Regions from separate parts of the Triticum aestivum genome. Here region 2 is linked to region 1. The links are chromatin contacts, called in public Hi-C maps. All regions are on one chromosome and are shown on one strand. Each heading gives the region's core, a stretch centred on a gene start, on an enhancer-like site or on the middle of the called end of the contact. The rest is flanking DNA. Distances are from core to core; before and after follow the strand shown.

Region 1 (6,588 bases), core at 2,295-4,794:
CATATGGAGGCCTTTTCCAGTACTCTACCAGAGGGGGAATCGATCATGGATGACTTCTACATCACCTTTGCTCCCCTTCCGATGATGTGTGAGTAGTTTACCACAGACATACGGGGCCATAGCTAGTAGCTAGATGGCTTATTCCTCTCTCTCTCTCTCTCTCCCTCTCCCTCCCTCTCTCTGTTTGATCTTCAATATAATGTTCTCTTAGGTGTTCTTAGAGATCTATTCAATATAATCTTCTTTTGCAGTGTGTTTGTTGGGATCCGGTGATTTGTGGATTTATGATCAGATTATTTATGAATATTATTTGAGTCTTTTCTGAACTCTTTTATGAATGATTATTATAGCTTTGTATTTCTCTCCGATCTATCCGTTTGGTTTGCCCAACTAGATTGATTTATCTTGCAATGGTGAGAGGTGCTTTGTGATGGTTCAATTTTGCGGTGTTCAATCCCAGTGATAGAAAGGGACATGTCACGTATTTGTACCGTTGCCAATAAGGATAAAATGATGGGGTTTATTTATATTGATTGGATTTACTTTGTCTACATAATTTCATCTTGTTTAAGGCATTACTTCGTTCTTTATGAACTTAGTACTTCAGATGCATGCTGGATAGTGGTCGATGTGTGGAGTAATAGTAGTAGATGAAAGCAGAAGTCGATCTACTTGTCTCGGACATGATGCCTATATACATGATCATTGCCTTAGATATCGTTATAATTATGCGCTTTTCTATTAATTGCCCAACAGTAATTAGTTTACCCGCCGTATGCTTTTTGTTTGAGAGAGAAACCTTTAGTGAAAATTATGGCCACATGGCTTATCTTTATCATATATTAAAATTCAAAAATACTTTATTGTAGTTTATTTACCGTTATTTTATTTTGTGTTTTTTTATCTATCTGTGAGTACGAGATTTGATCCTTGTAATTAACCGTCAAGGGACAACCCTTTGATTTGCATTGGGTGCAAGTATTTGTTATCTTGTGTGTAGGAACTGTTCATGAGATTTTGCGTGGTTCTCCTACTGAATTGATAACCTTGGTTCTTAACTGAGAAAAATACTTTCTGCTACTGTACTGCATTATCCTCTCCTCTTTGGGGAAATCCCAATGTAGCTCACAAGTAGTAGCCGCCTCCGCTATTGGCGCCCTGATCTAGACGGGAGCGGCGCAAAGCATTCCGAGAGCGACCGTATCGGCGTCGCTCTCGTCGCCATTGGAGCCGGAGCCGCTGATGTCGTTCGCCATGATCAGATTGGGAAGAGGAGACGACGAATGAGAAGAAGAAAGAACGAATTGGGAAGAGGAGAGGACAGAGAGAGTGGAGTGAATTGAGGTCTAGGGTTCATCACAAGGGATACATGTTGGGTCGGGGTGGGTCGGGCTGACGTGGCGGACGAGCCCGGCCGTCCCATATCCGTCCCATATTTGGGTCAGATATGATGGGTGCCGGACAGTCCGGACGTCTGAGGATAATTTGAGGCGCCTGAGTGGGTTCTTTTTTGTGACCGATCAGTCCGTCCTGGCATTTGAGAAGGGTCTGAGGCTCCATAGATGCTCTTAGAGGCAGTCGAAAGAGAATTGTAATTTATTTGTCTAGACTTAATGGTTATCCCTAACCCGAATTGCATTAGTTTTATGTTATTTTACACTCTTTGCCGGTGTTGTTAGATAATTCAACGGTGGCCGGATCCATCTGTATCAGCGATCGATTCCGATGATTCGATTAAGGAGTTTCCTTTTGAAGGTAAGACTCGAAGAAGGAGCTGAGTAGTGTTGGCAGAGATGGATCGCACGTCGATGTGGAGTAGTACCATTTTCGTGTTAAGGCATGCCGAGCGCATAACTAATTAACTAGTGTTCTTTTGGCCGAATTAACTAGTGTTTTTTTTTTTTGAGAATGCTTAATTAACTAGTGTTGGTAGGTCGTCTCTCGTCCTACTTACATCAAATAAAAAAGGTCCATGATTCGGCGACGCAAATCCAAGCTCTAGATGAGGCGCAACCTACATAAAATGAACGACGACAGTGTTGCCAAATTTCCTGCAGTGGCACGACAAACACTGGAATCCTTTTTTTAGCATCATAAACTTTATTCATCAAATGATAGCCACAAACGCTGAAATCCTTTATAACACTAAGCTTTCTAGTTTTAAAGAGGCCACATTTAATTGCGGTCTTCAATTAGAATTGGGTTTTCTAATTTTAACCGGGTCAACAATTTATCAAATTTCTCTCATTCAATTCTTTTATATCATACATACACTTTCTAATTTTTAAGGCCTCACAATTAATTAAGGTAGTCAATTTAAAATTGGGTCAACCGATTTTGACCGGGTCAATAATTTGACCTCTCTCGTTCAATTCTTTTACTTTCCTATGTTTTCTAATTTCAAAACTCTTTCATTGAATTGTGGTATTCATTTTCGGATTGGATTTATGATTTTGCCCATTAAACATTTTTTAAATCAATCAACAACAACCGCCCTATAAAAACATATCAATCCCGCATACCCTCCCATCACTAAGAAAAAAGAAGCGTCACCATGTGATACCATAGCGAAAAACATTCAGATTTCTTTCACTTTTGATCAAGTTCAGAGCGAAAAATATCGACATCCACAATATTAAACAAAAAATATGATAAATTCATTTCATGATGAATCTAATCCAAATATATCAAATCTGTATGATTAGATTTGTAAAGAAATATTTTAAAATAGAGCGAGTATGTTTTTTAAGAAACCCAACAACACCAACGGCGCAGCAAAGCGCGTCTAACCCTTTCAAGTCGATGGTTAGAGGGACTATGGTATCCCTAGCCCACCAGGATTCAAATCCTGGTGCTCGCATTTATTCCTGGATTTATTTTCAGGACTTCCGGCGATGCGCGTTCAGTGGGAGGAGACGTTCCCGTCGACGATGAGACGCCTACGGTGACTTCAAAAATCTCAAAATGATATGTCCGGCTTAGTCTTTCGGAGGCGCTCATAGGGGTAGGGTGTGCGCGTGTGCGTTCATAGGGATGAGTGTATGCGCGTGTATATAAGCGTTTGTGCATGTACTGATGTTGAAAAAAAAAAGTCCGGGTGATACTCGCGACGGCAAACGCAACAAGGCTAATCCTTCACCTACCATTGTTCCTTGACACGAATCCATCCCTTTCACGATTCTCGTTCTTCAACGCAAAGGATTCCCAAGACAACACGCCAATGAGATCGCAGCGATGGATGCCGGATTTCGGGTCCAGGGAGCCGGCGCCCGATCCAGGTTCAGGTTCAGGCTCCTCTCTCTCCCCAACGGCCGAACGTGCGCGCCGTGACCAGGGCCCCGCTCCACGTCACGTACATATCACCAAACACGCCCCTCCGTGCGCTACACCCTCCTGCACCGACCGGCAGGCGGGCCACGTGGGGCCGACGCGACGGTGACGGTGCAAGTGCAACCCACGAGCGCCGGGTGCACGCTTCCCGGGCAAGGGGTAGCGAGCGGCACGCGCTTAATTACGCGACCAAACGGGCGCAGCCATCCCTCTCCCTCTCCTTCCCTCTCTCTCTCTCTCGCTCGTCTTCCTTGCCCCCTCGCGCAACAGCAGCGCCACAACGCAGTGAGTGGCACTTCCGTGATTTCGCCGCCGCGGGGGCGGGGGGAGGAGGAGGAGGGAAGGAGGCCATGGGCAACGCCAGCGGCAGGGAGGAGGACGCCGCCGCGCCCGGGGAGGCCGACGCCGCCGACGTCGACGTCGAGGACGGAGGCGACGACTCCTCGGCCCGCGGCTTCCCTCCCTACGGCGGAGGCGCCAACCACGTGCGCCGTGCGTGCTCAGTGGGCGTCGTGGGGGCCAGCGGCGGGCCCGGATCGCCGCCCGTGAGCCCCGGCCGCTCCCTCTCGCCGCGGATGTTCGTGCCCCAGGTCAGATCACCAGATCCCGCACCCTCTTCTCCATTTTGTTGCTCGCTCTACTGCTACAGAGTTTGGTTCGGTTCGGATGCCTAGTTTCTCCCCTGCTGGTGCTCGTATGTGCTCTCGAGATGTGGAGGTTCCACTGATTTCGTTGGTTGGTTGGTTGGCTTAGGGTCCCAAGGCGAGGACTGGTCGCGATCTGGAAATGGCTCTGTGTCTTCCAAATTCACTTTAGCTAATGCTGCCCTTTCTGTGGATAAACTGTTTGATCCCTGCGCGAGAATAGGGCAAAGAAGCACAAACCTACTTGCTGCTAGTCCATCTTAGTATTATTGATTGTAATGACAATGCGGGAAGCAGGGGCGGAGCCGGGCAAGCCAAGCCAAGTAAAGAAAAAATATCCAGTACAAAAATAATCATATAGAACAAAGTTTTGCTACCATTACATTTCCATTAATTTAAATTGGCCTCTATGATTGCCAATAAGATCAAAAATATTAATAAATTTCATCAGAAGCTATCTTAGCTGCTAAATTTTTTCTATGTAAATTATCATGCAATGGCGAAGCAAATCGTCTCCCATTTTATTTCGAAGACCTGTTTTCACAATTTTCATAGACGAAAAAGCCCACTCTGCCGTTGCCGATGAGACTGGGAGAGTGATAACTAGTTGTAGCAACCCGTCAACTATTGGATATGAAGAAGATTTACCTGTTTTAACTAGTCCTTTTGTTAAACCTGCACTAGATGGCAAAGTCATCAGTTCTGGATGGTTGCACACGCTGAAAATGAGGTAGCTGAATTTCCAACTAAGCTAATTCTTGACTTGATAAATAAGCGGGCTAGAATTTTAATGGTGTTTGGCCCTGCTTTTCTCTTCATAGCTGCTGCATGCGGATTGGAATGGAGTCATGGAGAATTAACATACTGTAGAAGTGTAGAAGTTTGACATAATCACATAAAAAATTGCATCACAGATAGGAACTAATACAAGATAGTAGACAATTTGCATCACAAAAATAAGAACTGACCCACACACACAGTACAGAACTATCATGATAATTGTGGACATTTGGAAGATGGGAACTCTTCATAGAATCGTAGACCATAGTCACAAATTACACAACCAAATTACCAAAAATAAAATAAAAATTGGAGCATCAATTCGACAGTGATACAGGATGAGAATCAACATTTCCGTTCGTTGGTTGAAGCGGGAAGAATTGACAGGTGCAGCAGCCAAATACCTGAACATGTGAATCAGATCTGCTGATTGAGAATTCGAGAGCACTCAGGGCAGCACGCTTGGGTCCTGGGAGAAGCCGAGCAGAGCAGGGCGACTGGAGCAGGTCGACTGGGTGAGAGGGCAAGAGGCGATCCGGGGAGAGGGCGTCGAAAACTGGAACGGTGGCGGCGACTAATCCCATGTATACGGTAATTATGAACTTGCAGTTACGATGGAAGCTAGGGGACTGACTAGAGGCAATACCCACCGGCCTACTAGTGGGCTTTTTTCACACGGGCCTTTTTTTCTTTCTACCAATATTGATGTTCGGGTAATCTGATTGGGGGGGGGGGGGGGGGGGGGGGCGAATACATGCGTACCTGGCGAACCCTATTTGACTCCCGCGTGCGTCAAACTGCTGAAGCGCATGCGGGTGGGCCAGCCCAGTTCGCGGCAGAGCGTGCTTCTTGCTGGTTTGGTTTTCTTCTGTTGCCTTTTTGTTTTGTTTGATCTTTTCGGTTTTTCTTTCTAGTTCTTTTACGTTATTTTGTTTCTTTCTAGTTTTATCTTTCTCTTTCTCTTTTACATCAAGGAAATGTTTCATTTTGCATTTTACCTTAATACTTTAATACGATGAACAGCCTGTGCTTCTTCTGTTTATTTTAAATTTTCTTCCTTTCTTGTGTACTATACAAGAGTTCATCGCATATTACAAAAATGTTCATATATTTAAGAACATGTTCACTGCATATTAAGAAAATGTTCATTGTGTACTTAAAAAAATGTTCAACATATATCACAAAAATGTTCAGTGCGTATTTTTCAAATTGTTCAGGGTATATCACAAAAATGTTAAATATATATTTTTCCAATTTTTCAGCATATATCACAAAAAAGGTTCAATGTGTATTTTAGAAATGTTCATAGTATATTTACAAAAATGTTCAACGTATATTAAAAGTGTTCAATGGTTGAATTTTTATTTTTGGATCTGTCACTACATATAGTTCTTGAAATTCATGCAGCCCTTTGACAGCAATCAGGCAGCAGCGCAAGTGGTAAGGAAAGCTAACTCTCTGTCGTGGGGTTCGGAGTTCGATTCCCCGAAACAGCGTTGTTTTTTGGGAATTTTTAGTACTCCCTCGCTGGATGCCAGGAAATGGGTCGGACCATTCAATCGCGCTCTGCGGGAATGCTCGTGTTCTTGATGCACGCGAGCGTCAGCTAGGGGCTCTCTGCATACCTGCCTATGTGTAGTCAATTGTATTGTACGTACTTCACGTTCACTCGATCGTTTGGTGGGGGGGGGGGGGGGGCGGCCAGGCCCCTGCTCGCACACCCCTTGTCTCCGCCACTGGCGGGAAGACACCAGCTGTGTTTATCTTGCCTAGTTTCACTTTGGCAGTCGTTTGTGCGAGCTTGATTGGTTTCTCCTAAGCAGCAAACCGTTTC
Region 2 (6,588 bases), core at 1,454-3,953, 480 kb before region 1:
ACCATTCCGGCGCTTCCCCGACCTATCTCCGCGTCGCGGCGGCTTCCTCCACCCCCCCTCTAGTCACCGCCGCCCCTCGCGTGTGTCCGTCCTCAGACGAACAGCGCCCGGGCGCTCGCTGTCGCTCGGCGCCCGCAAGGTGTTTGACAAAACGCCTACAAGGTATGTATTGCTCAAACTTCATGAATTTGGTGCATGTTGATTGTAGTTTTAATAGCATAGTATTGAACATTGTAGATGAGTTCGTCGTATGATTCTTCCGAAGAAGAATTTGATATGGAAGAGGAGGAGGATCTTGCAATGATCCTAGCTATGCATATCAACAAAAAACCGAAGCATCGTGGTTCGGTTATGGGTCGGCAAAAAATTTGAAGGGATAAGATCGATGCCCATAACAGATTGATGAGGCACTATTTCGTGGAGAATCCCACATACCCAGAGTCGTACTTTCGTCGCCGGTTTAGGATGAGCACCGAGTTCTTAAGGCGCATTGCAGAGAAACTGGCTAGCCATGACCAGTTTTTTCAGGAAAGGAGGAATGCCGCCGGAGAGCTCGAGCATAGCACCTTTCAGAAGGTGACAGCCGCTTTGCGTATGTTGGCATACGGTATCCCGGCTTATCTAGTTGATGATCACTTGGCTATGGGTGAGAGCCAAGCCATCATGTGTGTCAAGCGCTTCGCAGTCGGAATTGTGCAAGTGTTTGGCCAGGAGTATTTGAGATCTCCCAATGCTGAAGACGTCGCAAGGCTATTGGAGATGAACAAAGCTCGCAGCTTCCCTGGTATGCTTGGCTCAATAGATTGCATGCATTGGAGTTGGAAGAATTGTCCAAAGGCATGGCATGGGCAATTCCACGGCAAAAAAAGGGTTCCACTATAATCCTTGAAGCGGTGGCCGATCAAGAGACTTGGATTTGGCATGCATTCTTTGGACTGCCTGGATCTCTGAATGATGTCAATGTTGTTAACCGGTCACCACTGATGAATAAGATTGTAAATGGTGATTTGCCACCAGTGCAGTTTGTAGCAAATGGTCGTACATACAACTACGGCTATTATCTAGCGGATGGCATCTATCCAAAGTGGCAAACCTTTGTGAAGCCGTTGAAAAAGCCGGAAGGTAGGAAAAATCTTGATTTCCACAATGCTCAGGTGACGGCTAGAAAAGATGTGGAGAGAGATTTTGGGATTTTGCAAGCCCAATTTACTGTTGTGAGAGGACCAGCTAGATTTTGGGATCAAAAAATGCTTTGGTACATCATGCACGCGTGTGTGATCATGCATAACAATGATCATCGAGAATGAGCGTGGCCAAGATGTAGACTACTCTCAGTATGAGTTGTTGGGACATCCCATGCGAGTGCGACGGAGGGCTGAAAGGGTGGCCCGTTTTGTTGCCTCCTATCATGCCATTTGACGTCCGACAACGCATGATGAACTCAAGAAGGATCTCATTGAGGAGTGGTGGGCATGGAATGGACGACAAAGAGCATCATCATGATTCGTGCATTCGACATTGTATTGTTGAACTATTTGTTGTGTTTATTGCACTATTTGCTGTTTGAATGATAAACTGTTTGTTTGAGTTGTAATATGAAATTAAACTATTTATTTTAATTTATTTTGTTTGTGTTTGATCTTTTGCTTCTGTTTTAAAATGCATATGTTGCTTGTGCTAGAGTCACGCGTGCTGTATTTTTGCGCGCTGCTGGAGCTGCGCGCGCGTTGCATTTTAGCGCGGCTGCTGGAGCCAGCGCTGCCTGCCGCGTCAAACCAGGCGACGGGCGTGCAGCTAGTTTTTAGCTCGCGACGTGTTCAACAACTGTTGGAGATGCTCTAAATGAAAGGTGATGCTGCCATGACGGCAGGAGAAGATCTCGAACAAGGAGGGCAAAAAACAAGTAAACAAAAATATGTACTAAGCTCTCGTATCAACATGACATTACCATCTCCAGTACAGATCGATCGAAAATCGAAGAAACATGAAGCATGACTGTAGACAGCAAATTCACACATATGCAAGTGATGGATTCGATGGCATGCCGAACCGTCGACCGACAAGAGGTGACCGATCTCCAATCCTACCAGTAGTCTTGGCCGTAAAGCAGGCCGGCGCCTCCCGTTTGGTCATACATACTCTGGAACGGCGGAGGCATGGCTCCGGCGCCGGCAGCGTAGTCCGCCGTGGACGCCATCACCGGCGGCAAAGCCCGGGTGCCCGCAGCAGCCGTAGCCCCCGCCGTCGGGGAGGCGTGCCCGTACGAGGAGTAGGAGGAGGAGTAGTAGGACGGGGCGCCCGGGGCGTCGTGGTCGGCCACGTTGGAGTCGCGGCCCGTGAGCTCCTGCACGACGGCGCGGAACTCCTCGGCGCTGGCGGTGAGCATCATGGGGCTGGAGATGTAGACGACCTTGATCCCCTTGCCGCCACCCTTGCCCTTCCCGCCGCCCTTGCCGTGGTGGTGCACCGGCGGCTTGGAGATGCCGTTGTGCTGCCCGTGGTGCACGCTCAGCTTGTCCATCTCAACAATCTCGATCGAATACGTACAGCAGCAACGAGACGAAGCCAAGGAGAGCGCGCGGCTCGCTGTGATGAAGTTGAAGCGGACTGAGCGATCAACCAGCTGAGCCAAGTTGGTTATAGCTAGCTGCTTTGGGGTGAGGAGGTGATGGGGGGTTTTGTTGGCGGGGCGGGGCTATATAGGGTTGTGCGGCCGCAAGATTACAAGGTCCGGTCAGGGAGACGATCTTTGTTTCAAGATATCGCCACTGCGCTTCTGTGGCTGTGGATTGGCCCCTGCAAGTTCCCGGAATCCGCCGGATAATAATTTTGTTGTGGGTTCCGGCCGGAGCGAATTGTGGCACATGGGGCTTTGATTGAGGTATCTCCCGCAGGCCGCAGCACAGCACGGTCATAGGGCGTGACGGTTTCGTGCGCATCGTACCGTTGCTTGGGAAAGTTGGTGAGTGGGTTGATTGGATGACCGGCGCGGGATAATTTTGAAAGAGAGAGAGAGGTGAAGGTTCCTGGAAAAGTAGGGCGCGGGAGTTATTGATCTTGATCGATCGACATGGACGTGGACGTCTGGTTACTTTTGTGTGCGTGACCGTTTGTTCACTTGTGCCTAGGCTTGTATATACTGCTAGTGTATCTGAAAGGGGGTGCAGGCGTGCGTACATGTCGCCTTTCAGTTCAAACCCTGCAACATCTGGGTGGTCTTCCTGTTCCAGTCCACGTACGGCTCCACGGAGAAAATCTGCGTTTGGCGCCGTGGCGATCGGAATCGATCGAGATGTCTCTTTTTTTCTCTGTGTGTACCACATGCACGTGCATCCGTGGTGTGAATTTTCCTTCCAGACCAAGGGGATACACGTCTGAATTTTCTCACTGCCAGTTTTAGTTGATCGATCTGAGGTTGTGTCAGGATGGCAGCTACAGTAGTAACGAACTACTAATTGATTCTAATTTGCAGAGCCGCCACTAGTTAACTAGATGGAGCAATACGGCCCGGGTTCGAAAATCATAGCCTCATGCTCGACCCACCTAACCTACCCGTTGTGGAAAGAATCCAAGTAGTATTACATAGTACAAGTATATATCCAACTAAAAATTGTTAAGAGTCCTTGTCGATTTTGGCTAACTAATTATTTTCCCGGTCCAAGATTTTGTCTCCGTGTACTTATAGGATCTCTGATGAGACGCGTACGTGCTTCTTCTTTCTGCTGCGCGAGCAGGATGCGTGTCAAAGCCCAAGCTCGCCGGCCTTGTACTCCCAACGGAGAACATGATACGTGTCTGGATGATTGCTTGTGGAAGACGTACAACAATGCACGCTTCTACTCGTATCGACCCGCGTGTCAGTGAGACTGTGACTCGCCGGATTGGTTTTTTCACCTGCACACCCGGGCGTGGGCGTACGTACGTGTTGCGCAATCGATGACGCCTGCGCGTTCCCGTCATTTCGTAAGGCGATCAGAGAGTGATCGCCACCGGGGCGGGGTGAATCGGAGGAAGGCTCGGGAAGAAGACGGCCGTTAAATAAATACTCCTAGATTGCAATGGCGCGACACGGACGCCAAGGCCCAAGGGAACTACGGAGATGGACATGGGAGAATAACCACCAGCCATTTTGGTCGGAACAGTGTGATCTTCGTCGACGTCCAGTCGCTCTGTGCATTTTAAAATCGAACCGAAAAACCATACCGAAAATAAACCGAACCGAACCGATTTTTTTGTTTTTATGGTTTCTGGTTTCGGTATGGTATGAACTTTTCATACTGATTTGAACTTTGGTTTTTATGGTATATACCGAAAAACCGAATGGTTAACCGAATAAACCGAAGTAAAAGATAAATTTATATTTCTTGAGATGAACAACCGTACAAGTTGTCATTTTTCTTGTACATGAGTCAAATTCACTACTAAGCACCTACATTTTTCTTGTAACATTGTCATTTTTCTCTTTTTAAAATGCTAAGCACGTCCATAACCATCAACAGATGAATCAATGCATGCATATATACTTATATATATAGTCATATACTATTTGTGTAAAATAAAATGTGTTTTGAGTCATAAATTTGCAAATTATTATTACATCATTTTCAAATTCGCGTCAACTTTGGTTTTTACGGTATATACCGAAACCATACCGAAATAATTTGGTATATACCGAAACCGAACCGTATTTTATGTTCATACCGTATTTACCGAAGTATTAATACCGTACATACCGAAAAATCGTATAAACCGAATCATATAAACCGAATAAACCGAACGCACAGGGCTAACGTCCAGGACCAGGCCGGGTGAAGTTTCCTGGCGGCAGCGATCTCACCGAAATTCCACTCTTAGTCAAGGTGCGCCGTAGGTCCCTGTCGCCCGATCGCCATCGGGTATCCAGGAAGGCAGCGCCCCATGCACATGTATCCTTGTTTCTCTGAATGTGTACACTTGTATCCTTTTTGTGCAAGTGTGAGCTCGCTGATTTGGAGCCATGCATCTCGGCGTCCGGATATCATTTGGTTCACTATTGGAATGTCTTGCCCATTTTCTCTCTATTCCAGTTACCAGATTCATTGTTGAAATTTTGGGATACGCAGGAGGGTCGATCGTGGACCACGTGCCAAGCTTAACGTGGAGAAGTAGACCAAAGGCCCCGACCAGTTATTAATCGAGGGTCAAATATATCCTCAATCAGCTGCATCGTTAGGGTATGACGTGGCGTTTTAAACTTTTTTTCTTTCACGAATTCGCAAAGCTTGCCTGTCTTTTCATTGATAGATAAAAGAGGAATGAGTCTTGTACATAATGTAGAATATGTGAATTGCACGATGTATTAATCTTCGTGCATAGGCACGTATATATGAGTACAAAGGTGGACCATGGACCTCAACTATACAGGGACTAGAAGGCGGGCCCAATACACAGTATAAACATATCATATATACTCAACACATAAACCTTATTCTCCTTCTTATAGGAAAAGGCAGTGCTTCTGCCGATTCCTCAAAAAAAAAAAAGAATGAGTACAACAGAGGGTACAACACATGGCATGAACGCAAGGAGGCATGCACATGGTGCCCGGAGCAGAGAGAAGGGGTGCTCAGCCCGAACAGGGAGAAACACGTAAACACACCAGCCTAAAACTAGAGGAGCAGACCGCATGAGTAGGACGTCGAACATCTTCAATTACAACACCGGGGACTCCGCTAGCGAGCAAGATATCGCCTTCAAGAAGGAGAACGGCGTCGTGACGCCCCCGCCATCCGGTCCGAAAAGCCGGACCTAGGGTTTTCCCTGAAGCTCGAAGATGGGCTCAACTAAAGCCATGGTAGCGCCTCCAAGAAGGAAAACGACATCCGCTGGTGTAGCCGCTGCCAGCATCGGCAAGCCGAGCATGGCTTTCGCCAAGCCTGAGTCCGAGCAATCCCATAGCCACCAGATCAAGATCCGAAGATGTAGGAGTCAACCTATTCGTCGACTGCTGCCTCAGAAGGAGGATGGGGCTGCACCCGGGCCGACAAAAACGCGAGCTTTGCAACCGACATGGTGTGTGGGCAGACAGGGTTGGAGAGGCAGCGAGGCAGAGAGCCGACACGGATGGTAGGTTGGCGGCCAACGCCACTGGCAATCCAGAGCCGGAAGGGAACGCAGCTCCGTTCCGCTAGAGGTGCAGCCACCAGGACGCCAACGAACCGAAGATGCTGGAAGGGACGCAGCAATCGGTCAGCCGGGGCCGAAACCGCGCCGGTGGGGGCGCCGACAGACAATGGACACCGGAGAACGCAGGTCCGTGGTCGCCGGGACCGGAGCAGTGCCGAAAATAACCACAGTGAAACTTCAGCCGCCTGCCAAAGGACGACGTGACCGCACACACGCAGGTTGTTCCCACAGCTCGGAGGAGGCGCCGTCAGGGATGGGGGGTGGCCTGCACCGATGCAGGGCCGAGCCCCGGCCTGCCCGGCCAACTCCCCCAAGGGCCTCGCCCACCCAAAAAAAACAGTAGCAAGAAGAGTTGCGCCCTGGGGGACAGGAGGCGGACGAAGGAGAGTCACCGCGAGCAAGGCTGCGCCGGAACAGTAGGAG

Evidence for each region. Hi-C and Micro-C count contacts between places; a contact is called where the count stands out from the background.
Region 2: a contact with region 1 is called in a Hi-C map of leaf, with 9 times the contacts expected there. The contact joins the promoter of LOC123094868 here to the promoter of LOC123092294 in region 1. A contact is called at or near these places in 3 of 5 Hi-C or Micro-C datasets (all in leaf).

What each region holds. Positions count from the first base shown.
Region 1 is chr4B:389,924,471-389,931,058 of IWGSC CS RefSeq v2.1, reverse strand. It overlaps LOC123092294 (SNF1-related protein kinase regulatory subunit beta-1), which reads left to right and starts at 3,544. Exons shown (of 4, transcript XM_044514019.1): 1 at 3,544-3,920. The coding sequence starts at 3,681.
Region 2 is chr4B:390,405,943-390,412,530 of IWGSC CS RefSeq v2.1, reverse strand. LOC123094868 reads right to left here and starts at 2,703. Exons shown (of 1, transcript XM_044516744.1): 1 at 1,896-2,703. The coding sequence starts at 2,521. The coding sequence ends at 2,084.